Linked DNA regions of Rattus norvegicus: regions 1 and 2 are each linked to region 3. Evidence: chromatin contacts called from public Hi-C data. All regions are on one chromosome and are shown on one strand. The core of a region is the stretch at or near the end of the contact, and the rest is flanking DNA. Distances in the headings are between cores, read along the strand shown. Region 1 overlaps LOC108350397 (a long non-coding RNA gene). Region 2 overlaps LOC102546819 (a long non-coding RNA gene). Region 3 holds the start of Sp3 (Sp3 transcription factor).

Region 1 (3,889 bases), core at 1,272-3,771, 110 kb after region 3:
TCATGATGGGCCAAGATATACCAAGGCTGGTGCCCAGTGAGGGGATGCTCTTCTTCCTCCAGAAAATATTTTCTGGGCTCCAAATGGAAGCCCATTTGTTCCAAGATGCTTCTTGCCAATTTCTCTAAGGTACAGGAAAGTTGCCAGGCATTTGAAGAGCTGGAGGTAGAGAACACCAGCCTTGACACTGAGTGGCACAAGGCAGGAGGGACAGTGAAGTGTGGCCACTGTAGGCCATGCCCTGGAGGTCCAGGCTGCACTCAAGTCTCATAGGTACACTCATCATTAGGGGGCTTCCAGAGAGGTCAGGGCAAATCCTGATCAGATGTAATATCAATCACTCACACTTCAAAATATGTCCAGTCTGTGAGAGCAGAAGGGCTGCTGTCACTCTTAGCACACTTGTTTCACAAGTGGCCTGAAGACAGTTTCACCACGGGGCTGGGGAGAATCCATATTGGGTGGTTGTTTTAGATCCACCTCTAACCCCAGCTCTATACACTCCTTTTCACCATCTGTGAAACCATTAAATTGATTTCCTTTGAGTCAGGGTCTCTCCATGTAGCCTTGGCTATCTTGAAATTCACTATGTAGATTAGGATGGCTTTGAACTCAAAGAGCTCTACCTGTCTTTACCTCCAAGTGTTGGGATTAAAGGTGTGTGCTGTCCATTAAGTTGATATTTGGGAGTCCCAGAATGGTGGGATACATTTACTTTTTGCTTTATTCTTTCTTAAGAGGAGATAGTCTTGTAATTTTCAATAGATTTCACAAAGGTTAGCGTCTTGGTTTATTTTTATTGCTATAACAAACACTAGACCTTATGTACTTCACCAAAACAGTTTAATTTAGTTTACTGTTCTGGGAGCTGGGAAGCCTAAGAGCATGGCACCTAGCTTTTGTTTCCTACGGAATTTCTTGCTACATCATGTTGTGGCAGACATGGGAAGATAGAACAGGCATGTCAGAGAAAGCTTGATTTTGTACAAAAAAAAAAAGAAAGAAAAAAAGAAAGAAAAGCACTCCTTCCATAACATTAATCCATCACTCCACTGATATATTAATTCATGCACGAGGAGGGTACTCAACCCAATTATCTCTAACTACCATGAACATAGGCATTTGGACATTAAGTGTTAATGCATGAAATTTGAGGGACACATTCAAGCCACAGAGGTAGATGCAAGTCTGAGATTGAACCAGTGAGTTCTCGTCCTCCCACCATCCAAGCCTGGCCTTATTTGGTGATGACTGGCGCTCCTCCTGGTCGTGCTGGTAAAATTGTAGACAGGTAGACTCTGCCTGTCTGTGTCTGTAGAAGCTGAACACCAATGGGAATTCACAGAAGATCATTCTCCTCATTCCACATTGTTTAACTTTCCCTATCTCCTACGGTCTCTGAGGAAGATGCTCACCATTGTGTCAACCAACTTTCTCTTTGGCTCCATCCAGCATGCCTCAGGGTGAGTGACAGTAAAGCTAAGTAAAGCTGTGTAATCCCTGCTGGGGTCATCCCTGCTGGCTGATCATGGGGACAGCTCACCTCTCTAAGCTTCACCTTATACCTTGATAAGTGGGGTGGGATGGGGTCTACTTCATGAGATTGTGGGGAATAAGGGATTAATATGGGAAAGAGATTTAGAATTCTTCTTGATCTCTGGCCAGTCCCATAAAAGTTCTATTGTGTTTAATGGTCTCTTCCCTCATACCTCAGTTCAGTAAGAAACTATCAATGTTGCCCCCATGACCTTGCGGCGTAATTTATTTCTCTTGTCAATGTTTTATAGAAAGATTTTGACCTCTTTTCTTGGAGACCACATCCTCAAGGTCACCAGTGGGTTATATGTTGCCTGGTGAGTCTTTTCTATCTTCAAAACCAAGATACCTCAGGCCCTTCTTGGCTCTTCAAGCTATACAGAAGCTTTTCAGTGGCCCAGGGCCCTACTCTCAGGCTCTCCCCTGCTCCCCTCCCACTGGTAGCTTTACAAAGAGCTTTACAAAGCAGGCCTGTGCGGGCCCTGCTCTTGTGCTCCCTCCAGCTGCATTCATTCCCTGTCAACAGGATGGTCTCAGCCTCTTTCTCCAAGCCTGTTGCCCTGTTTCTCCTTTTTTTTCTGGAGACATTTTAGGTTCCTTTCGCACCTGGGTTTTGTTTTTTCTTTTTTGTTTCTTTGTTTTGGTGCAGATGTTTTTCTTCCTTCTAACTTGGCTTCTGTCTTGGTGAGCTGTGGAACTCAACCTGTTTATACTTGTCCTGAGCAGGTGTCCTCTGGCAGATCATTATCTGAGACTCTCTCAAGTCATTGCCAGGAAGAACATCCACCTCCTCTTGGGTTCCCTAACTGGTGCTCTCAGTTCCCGATTAACAGTGCACTTTGGTCTTCTGTTTACACCTGCCTCCCTATGAACCTTAAGTTTTCCTGGCCTCAGGACAAGGAGGGCAAAGGTCATATTCAGTGCACCCTGAAACCCTGCTCGGAAAGAAAATGGCAAGGGCCCTAAAATGAGAGGCTGACAGTTTGTTCTTTGGGTCACAGCCAGGGCCCTGATAAGGCAGGAAGTAAGGGCAGGGCCCATGGTGGACTGTGAGCTGGTCGCATAGAAAATGATTCAGTTAATAGGCTACCAAATGAATATTGTGAGTTGGAAGAGAGAGTAGATAAAGTGACCACTCTCCTGATGGTGTTCGGCCCGTGATGAGCTGAGGATGACCAATCACAATAAAGATTATGCCACGAAGTGTCCCTCCACTTCCCACTGTAAGTCTTACAAAAACCACTGAACTCAGTATCACTCTCAGGAGGTCTTTTCTACTTTACCTTTGAAAACCTATTCCTCTTGCTAACTCTGTTTCCATATTATTACTGAGTATGAGACAATGAACTGGAAAGCCACTGGCTTAAGGTGACTGTTCACCATAGCTGTACCCCAGCTCCCCAAGTTATGTTCATCAAGAGCTGAGAAGGGCTTTTAAGAAGCCAGATATAGTTACTGCGGGTTGGGGGGTGGTGTTACCTAATGTAACCATATAATCCTTTCTTTTCATAGTGCTTTGTTTACTTTTTGTCTTTTGAGAACAGGGTCTTTGCTATGTATACAGCACATACTGTTTGTGAACTTGCAGTCCTCCTGCCTCTGCCTCCCAAATGCTTGGGTTACAGGCGTGAAACTTCACATCCAGGTTTCTTTTTCCTTGCCTTTTTCATTGGATATTTATGAATTTACATTTCCACATCTAGATTTCATGCTGTGTTAATGATTCATACAGTGCTTGTTTTATTTGAGGGAGGAGGCCTTTGACACAGAGTCATCTAGGCTACGTTTAGAATCTTAAATGTCAAAGGAGGGAAAACACCTACCTGGTAAGCATTGCAAAGTTATGACTCGTATAAATGGGACAAACATGTCTCACTTAGTTTGCTAAGCATTCTCCTTTCTGAGGGTGTGTTTGGAGAGTGGCTGGCTGAGACGCGATGCAAATGGAGTTGTTTTTATGTATGTATGTGTGTATGTGTGTATATATGCATGTATGTATATGTGTGTATGTGTATGTATACATGTAGGTGTATGTATGCATGTGTATATATGATGCATGCATGCATGTATGTGCATGTATATGTATGTATATATCTATGTGTATATATGCATGTATGTATATATGTTTATGTGTATGTATATGTGTGTATGTATATATGTTTGTGTATGTATGTATGTTTATATGTATGTGTATGTATATGTGTATATGCATGCATATTATATATGTGTTATGTGTGTATATGTATGTATTTATCTGTGTGTGTGTGTGTGTGTGTGTATGTGTGCAGGTGTTCAGATAGGCCAGAAGATAATTTTAGGCATCATTCCTCAAGTACTGTTTGTATTATTATTT
Region 2 (4,002 bases), core at 963-3,462, 84 kb before region 3:
AGACTTGCTGGAGAGGATGGATCTGAGGAGAGATTGGAAGAAACCCTGGAGTACCAGGAAGAGAGAGGAAGCCTTTCGAGGAAATAGAAGAACATAATGTGTAAGGACCCCAGGCAGGAGCAAGCGTTAATGTGCTAGGGGTGGAAGGCCTGGCTTGAGTGAGGGTGAAGGTCTTTCTCCCAGAGAAATATCAACTGGGTTCCATGTTCTCCTTCTAGGGCTCTAAAGAACAGGGAAAGGAAAGCAGGAGAAACTTAAAAAAAAAAAAAAAAAGTCATGCTTACTGTTTTTTCCTTCATTGGCTTGTTCTTTTTACTTAAATGTATTCTTACAAGAAACTTTCTATTCCAGCCACGGGTGGGAAGCTCAGAGTGCCAGATGTGGTGTGGAATCCAGACTTTTTCTTATTTAGGCGGATGATAAAGTACCACGTACTCCCTACATCAGAGAGCACCCCTGCAGGGCATGAGGATGGATGGATGCTCTCAGAGGCCGATGTGAATATCGATGCCAACAGGATAAAGAGTACATGTGGTTTGCCCAAACTACACAAACCCTTTCTTTTGTTCTTTTCTTTTCTTTGTGTGTTTGCGCGCGCGCGTGCGTGCGTGCGTGTGTGTGTGCGTGCGTGCGTGTGTGCGTGTGTGTGTGCGTGTGTGCGTGCGTGTGTGCGTGTGTGTGTGCGTGTGTGCGTGCGTGTGCGTGCGTGTGCGTGTGTGCGTGCGTGCGTGCGTGTGTGTGTGTGTGTGTGTTCCATCTGCATCTAGTGTCACTTACAGGGACTGGAAGGTAACAGAAAACGAGAACACCCTCTCACGGTGTCCTCAGAGCCCCTCCTCTCCTTGCCGTGGTCATTCTGCAGAAGTATTCTCTGTGCTGCCAAAGTATCACACAGGCCTTCCTCGAGGGCACAGAGTCTCAACTAGCAATGCAAATAGAGGAGAAAATGGTCGTAGGGTGTACAGGAAGTCTGTGGGATGTTCTTGCAACTTTTCCGTAAGTCTAACCCTTTTCTAAAATTAAAATCAACCACAGCGAAGTCGAGCCAGACTTTCCATCTGATATTGGACCTTCTACTCAGTAACTCCGCCGTTAGTCCCCCTCTTCACCTCTCAAATCATTCCTGGGGCCCCCACCACGGGCGCCCAGGCATTGGGGACACACCCTCCACTCACCCCCACCCGCTGGATGGGATGTGGCATCTGAATATCAGGCTAAGGGACTTTCTGTGTCCCTGAGTTTCCACTAAAGGTACTTAAATGGGCTTGAGGCTGCCTTGCAAAATAAAATAGTTCAGGGGGAGCTGGCGAGATGGCTTGGCACCCACAATGCTTGCTGCTCTTGCAGAGGGCAGGGGTACAATTCCCAGCATCCACATTGCCTGTATCTCCGCTCCAAGGGGATCAGGGCCCCACCCCAGCACTCATGTTCCCATACCCCAACCCTATATACTTACAGTTAAAGGCAATACACACAAATCTTACAAAAATAGTTTTAGGGGAGGAAGACGAGCATTTCAGTAAGAGGTTAGAAACGGGAGGGTCGGGCTGGTCACCTGATGTAGGTAACACCCACTGAAGTGTGGGTGTGAGGAGGGCAAAGGATCTTTCCACACCGAAAGCCTTCCAAGACTTTTTCCCAAGATGGGGAGGGGGCAGACCAGGAGGCGAGTGGTGGGAGGAGGAGCCTGGCTGCCATAAAGAGAGAAGATTGAGAAATAGGCCAGGGCCCCCCTCTGACCTCATTCTGCAAAGGTAGCTTGGCTCCTGGTTGTCAAATACGAAGAGAGTAGAACTGGGATCTCCCTTACAGGACTGAATGAGCAGGGCAGAGAAAACAATGCAAAAAAAAAAAAAAAAAAAAAAAAGTGAGTCGCATGCATACAGCCGCATCCTGAAGGAGGCAAAACAATTCACAGGCCTGGTGGCACCGGGGAGAGGATCATACGGTGGGGTCACACATCCTGCCCACGCTCCCATTTCTGTCCAACTCTTCCCTGCCTACCAAGTCCCTGCCAGAGTCACTAACCTGGAGCTCCTGTGCCAAGACAGTGTCATTCTGGGCCTTATCTCAGCTGATAGAAGAGCGGGAGAAAGTGGGGTTCCCGGGAGGTTGCTGAACTCGGATCCGGACCCAGCGAGTTCAGCGCGCAGGCTCGCGGGTGGCTCTGAGGAGCCCCAGGGCGCCGAGTGGCAGCCGGCTGCGGGCCTGCCTCCCAAGCCCGCCAGCCCGTGGTCCCCAGCAGATGTCAGTCTGGGAACAGGAAGCAAGCCTGTTTGGGGTTTCTAAAAATAAATAAATAATAACCCCAACCACAAGAACGATCTTTTATCCCAAAAATTTAAAAAAAAATGCTTTAATGACTGCAGCATTTAGCACATCGGGGGTTTGCATTGTTTTCAATTATGTGCAATTCTGAAAGGAGAGTACAGATTCTGAGCCTGAATGGGGAATTGTGGGGCTGCGAGTTTTGCTGTTTTAAACATTCGCTTTGCTACTTTAAGGGAAGAGCTGTAAAATAGAAATAATGATATATTATTACGGCACTGCGGAGTAGCGTTAATATTGTCGTTGAAACCTAGAATTTGAAATAAAGATGGAAATACTTATTTGTCCATACTTTTGTTCTTAGAAAAATGATTTGGAATGAGGCAGCAGGCCTCCTTATGCATGTGTGCAGTGGGTGAGGCTGAGACTCTCTGGTCCCTGAGGCCAGGTCCCTGGGGACAGGGAGCACTGACCTCTCAGCCCAGGGCTGACATGGGTCTGGTGTCCTAGTGGCCTGCTCAAAGCCACCAGGATGCTGTCTTCTCTTCCTTGTTTTCTAGAAACAGAGCGAGGATATGGAAAACCATAGCGGGTCGTGACAGCAGAAAAGAGATCATAGGAAGATACACTTACTTTGGATGGAAAGTGGATGCTTGGAGTTCTCACTCCTTTGCCTTTAAAAAGGAAAATGTAACCATCAGGGGCTGGGGAGATGGATCAAGAGTCCCAACTGTTCTTCCAGAAGACCTGAGTTCTATTCCTAGCACCCACATGGGGTTCCTCACAACCACCTGTAACTCCAGCTACACACACACACACACACACACACACACACACACACTTTAAAATAATGGAAATACTCTTTTTTTAAAGAATCAAATCAGGGGGCTGGAGAGATGGCTCAGAGGTTACGAGCACTGACTGCTCTTTCAGAGGTCCTGAGTTCAATTCCCAGCAACCACATGGTGGCTCGCAACCGTCTGTAATGGGATCCGATGTCCTCTTCTGGCACGCAGGCGTACATGTAGATAGAGTGCTCAGACATAAAATAAATGTATCCTTTTTAAAAAAAATCAAATTGAATATCATGTATACATGTGGTAAAAACATACTGGAAATGTGTGATCAGAATTTCTTTCATACGGTGTAGGGGCAGGACAGGAGGAGGTTGGGTAATCTCACCAGAGATACGAATTGGATTCTAGTGTTTTTCTATGACTCGAGGGGGTGCTGAGGATGTAGGCTGGTGTCGAGTGCCGATCTGCCATGCTCGAGGCCCTGGTGCCATCCCAAGCACCTCAAAAAACAAACACACAACAAATCAACACACACACACACACACACACACACGCACAGGCGCACACACCGGGTATATGATTATCACACTATACTTCATAAAACTATATGTTAAAAAAAAAGTAACTTCAAAATACATGGGGTAGGTGCCATGGGGAATGGACCGGATGAAATGGTAGCAAGGTAGCTACAAGCTTCACTCTGCACCTCCTAGGGTCAGGCCTGGTTCCCACCCTGGCTTTCTCTTCCCCTTCCAGGAATAAGGCTGGGAAAAGATCAAGACCCAGCATTTCCTTCTAGTTATTAATTAATGCCCCCCACAACTCCCGCTCCTCTGTCAATATAGCGTAACCAAGTTCCACCACTGACTGCTTTCTAAATTCAAGGCTTACCATATCGGGGACACATGGCCTTTGGAAATGTTCCTTTAAAGCCCGG
Region 3 (3,733 bases), core at 1,187-3,686:
TTTCTCTCACATTTATTTATTTATTGTTTGTACTTTATGCTATAGCACATGTCATGGTAAGGTGATGACTTGAGGGACGGTCCCTCCATCATGTGGATTTCTGTGACGGAAGTGCTGTCAGATTTGGCTACAAGCCCTCCTGATCTGCTAAGACATCTGGCTGGTCTTCGATTTCCTCCTTACCCGTTTAAAACTTAGCATCTTGAAGACTTACAGTGAGTTTCTTTATTAGTATCATTTCTGGTTGCTGTGATATAACACCCTGACAAAGAGCAACTTAGAGGAGAAATGTTTATTTCAGTCCTTTCTAGGAGGGAACCCAAGGAAACAGGAACTTCAGTCACATTGGACTTCAGGGCACATCAAATCCATACACAAAGAGAATGAATGCTTGCATGTTTACAACTCAGCCTATTGTCTCTGCTCTTATATGGTCCAGGACCCAAATAAATCCAGGAAATGGTGCCATCCACAGTGGGCTATGTCTTTCCACATCAGTTAACTTAATGAAGACAGTCCCTCATAGACACAGGTCAGCCTGATCCAGATAACCCCTAGAGAAGATGGTCTTCTCAGCTGATTCTAGATTGTGTTAAATTGACAATTAAGACTGACTCTAACAGTTATTATATCCATATATAGTCATAACTTGCTATGTTTTAAAACATCCTTCTGTAACTAGTTTCTTCATTCTGTATTTTAAAAGTTCTACATATTCTGAACCAACTCAGCATAGATGAAGAAAATTCAGAGCTCAAATGCCCAACTACCCAGACAGTACTGACATTTCCAGTTTGATATGGTAAGACTAATTGCTGACCATGATTCCATATAAAGTTTCTAGCTATTCAGTGAGGTACCTTATAGACCTAGCTTGATTTCCTCCTTTTCTTGGAGTTGTAGCTGATGTTATTACCAACTTTGTCCTAGTCTACTGGGGAATAGGGTGATCTGGTTTTGTTTCTTGGCCAGGAATAGCTTGTGAAATCTTGAGAGAAAACATGACAAGAAACTGGGCCAAGTCTGGGGACAGGGGAAAACAGACCTTATTGTTTTGAGATTTATTCATGATGTTCGATACTTTTAAATTTTCATTTAATGACTGTTTTGAAACATGTTAATCCATTGTCAATTATACTGTATTAGTTACTATACGTGTGTATTTATCTAAATACAGGTATTATGTTTTGCATATGAGTGCTTTGAGTGTATCTGCACTAGTTAAGAAAAAGGTATTCTTTCAAGAGACCATTTTGCTTTTGGTCATCTTAAGATAGGCTGTAACATTGACTCAACCCTGGTTGAAGTCTACTGAATCTTACCTTAGTGGTGAGTGATACTTTTGCTAATATGCATTCCTTAAGAGCTTTGCCTCAAAATAGTTTGAGTTATCTGCTTTTTGGCCCAAAAGCATTATTCTTGCTTGCATGCCACAAGAGAAAGAGAACATGTGTCATTGTCAGTATTAAAAAAATACCAGGAAATAGTTGGGGGAGAATTCCAGCACACAGGAGGCAGAGGCAGTGGCAGGTAGATTTCCTGTGGTTCCAGGCTAGCCTGGTCTACAAATCAAGTTTCAGGATAAACAAGGCTACACATGAAACCTTGTTTTTAAAAACAAACCAACCAACCACCCTCCCAAAAGTCCAAAAAGTCCTCTGAAACTGAGATGCATGCCCTCCCCACCCAGTGATTTTTTTTTAAGGTAGCGCATATTAAGCTAGTTTAAATGCTTCAATTTGCACAACATTATACAAAACATAATTACAATAATTGGGTCGTTTATTCTTGCTTGAGATAGATTTCTAATAAAAGTATTAAGGAAAGTGTTTCCTCCTCTTAAATTCAACCTTTTTAAAGTAGAAGTATCTAGAGGTAATAGACAATGTTCTCTTGTTTGCAGAACATTTTTTTCTCCTGAATGACTGCAAGACATTAAGGATGTGAAAGGAAGGAGTGTTAACCTAAATCACTAAGTAAAGAAAATGTACCTAAGCACTCCCAGGGGAAGGATACTTGGGGTGAGATTTACCATTTTAATAAATGTTGGCATTGTTGACTTATTTTCTTAGGTTAAGAAGCAGGGAGTTTGTGTGTGCAGCAAACTAATTTTAAAGGGTGGCTGTGCCTGACTGAATAAAATATAACTAAGCTTGCTTTGATATCACTGGCCAGAATTAAAACCTTTTTTCCTTATGAAGAGACTTGAGACTTTTTGCTGTCAGTGACTGTCTTCAGGGTCCACAGAAGTAGATGGTTGGTAACCAAGGGCTAAGGGTGGGGAGGATGAGGTGGGATGGGAAGGCGATGTATCCGAGTATGCGACCAAGAGCTGAATGTGTGTGAAAAAGTCCTCCTCCAGCCTCGGAGGGGGTGTCTCCCCCAATACCAGCTCCCTCCCCCAGGGCTCATGGGGCGGGTCCGGTTTGCTCAGTAGCAGCGGCAGCCTTGGGGCTGAGCGGTGGTGGCCTCCTGGCAGCGCTGGCAAGAACCAGCTTCGAGAGCCCATGCCCTGGGGAGATCCAGTCCAGGCGGCTGCCAGGATGGAGGAAACGTCGAGTGGAGTCGGAGCCACCGGGGACGGACTTCCTCCCCAGTTCAGCTCCCCGACAGCTTGGCAAGGCCTGCACGAAGGGCCAACGAGTGGAAGAGGCTTGCGCCTCGGGCCTGGCAGCCGTAGCCGAGGAACGAGGCTGGCACACCGGGGTAACGCGCGAGCCGGGGCCGTTCTCAGGAACCTACGGCGCCACGGCCGCTCATTGTCTCTCCCCTTCAACCCGGGGGCAAACAGGAAGCCCGCCGCCTGGCCAAGCGACGGACAGGCGTCCGGACCAATGAACACAGCTGACGGAGAGCCCAGCGGCAAATGAGCGCCGGGAAGAGGGGCGGAACTTCCGGGCGGGCTGTCACCCTCTTCCCCCCTTTTGGGCTGGAGGCTCCACCTTTTGTGTTTCCCGCACAGTCAATCAAAATAGGAAAAAAAAAAATCCCCGGACCGCTCCGGCCGTGTCCGCCGCCGCTTCCCGCATCCTCTCCCGCCGCCGCCGCCTTCGCTTCTCACCATGTGTAAGGCGGCGGGGAGCCCCGCCTGAGGTGTCCTAAACACACTATGACCGGTACGTAAAGCCGAGAGAGAGCAACCCTTGCTGCCTCCGCCGCCGCCACTGCCGCCCACAGCCAGCCCGGGGCCGCCACCGCCGGCTCCCGGCCCCGAGTGCGCGACCGAGTGTCTGTGGAGGCAGAAAGCCGCACTCCCCTCCGCCTCCCTTCCCTCCCCGCCAGCCAGCGTCCAGCCCTCCAGCGCCAGCGCCGAGTGCCCGCCGGGCTCGGGGCGGGCGGCCCAGTCCGCCGGGAGCGCATCCCCCTGTGTGCGGGCGCGGGCGGCGGGCGGGCGTGTGTGAGTGACTGACGGTGCGAGAGGAGCGAGCGCCGCGGAGGGAAAGGGGAGGAGAGGAGAGGAGAGAGGAGAGGGGGCAGGGGCAGCGCGGGGAGGAGGAGGAGGGAACGAGGAGGAGGAGGGTTACAGCCGCGGCGGGCGGGGGCAGCAGGAGGGGAGGAGGGAGCGCGCCGCCGCGGCCGCGGCCGGGGGGAGGGGAAGGGGCCGGGGCCGGCTGGCGCTAATGTGGCCGCGGCCCGCGGGCCCCCTCCCTCCCCGCACCCGCCTTCCTCCCCGCCCCACCCCCCCCGCGCTGTGCCTGCAGCTCCCGAAAAGCCCGTGAAACAAGAGGAAATG

What was found. A called contact is a pair of places that touch in the nucleus more often than the background predicts.
Region 1: a Hi-C map of kidney shows a contact between it and region 3, with 1.9 times the contacts expected there. The contact joins the enhancer-like site here to the promoter of Sp3 in region 3. A contact is called at or near these places in 3 of 12 Hi-C or Micro-C datasets (hepatocytes, kidney and liver).
Region 2: a Hi-C map of Schwann cells shows a contact between it and region 3, with 3 times the contacts expected there. The contact joins the enhancer-like site here to the promoter of Sp3 in region 3. A contact is called at or near these places in 6 of 12 Hi-C or Micro-C datasets (the Rat2 cell line, Schwann cells, kidney and 2 more).

What each region holds. Positions count from the first base shown.
Region 1 is chr3:78,155,158-78,159,046 of GRCr8, reverse strand. The region is part of intron 1 of LOC108350397 (a long non-coding RNA gene); the gene reads left to right. It also overlaps the pseudogene LOC134486109. Among named protein-coding and RNA genes, the nearest start is that of Sp3, 110 kb to the left of the region's middle. Within about 2 kb of position 2,521, at least 6 of the 93 cell types and tissues checked have an H3K27ac peak or open chromatin away from gene starts, as enhancers often do. A contact at or near this core is called in kidney and liver, where this site is marked.
Region 2 is chr3:78,346,506-78,350,507 of GRCr8, reverse strand. LOC102546819 (a long non-coding RNA gene) reads right to left here. Exons shown (of 6, transcript XR_010064817.1): 2 at 2,029-4,002. Among named protein-coding and RNA genes, the nearest start is that of Sp3, 84 kb to the right of the region's middle. Within about 2 kb of position 2,212, at least 5 of the 93 cell types and tissues checked have an H3K27ac peak or open chromatin away from gene starts, as enhancers often do. A contact at or near this core is called in Schwann cells, where this site is marked.
Region 3 is chr3:78,263,220-78,266,952 of GRCr8, reverse strand. Sp3 (Sp3 transcription factor) reads left to right here and starts at 2,436. Exons shown (of 7, transcript NM_001427405.1): 1 at 2,436-3,116; 2 at 3,702-3,733. The coding sequence starts at 3,110.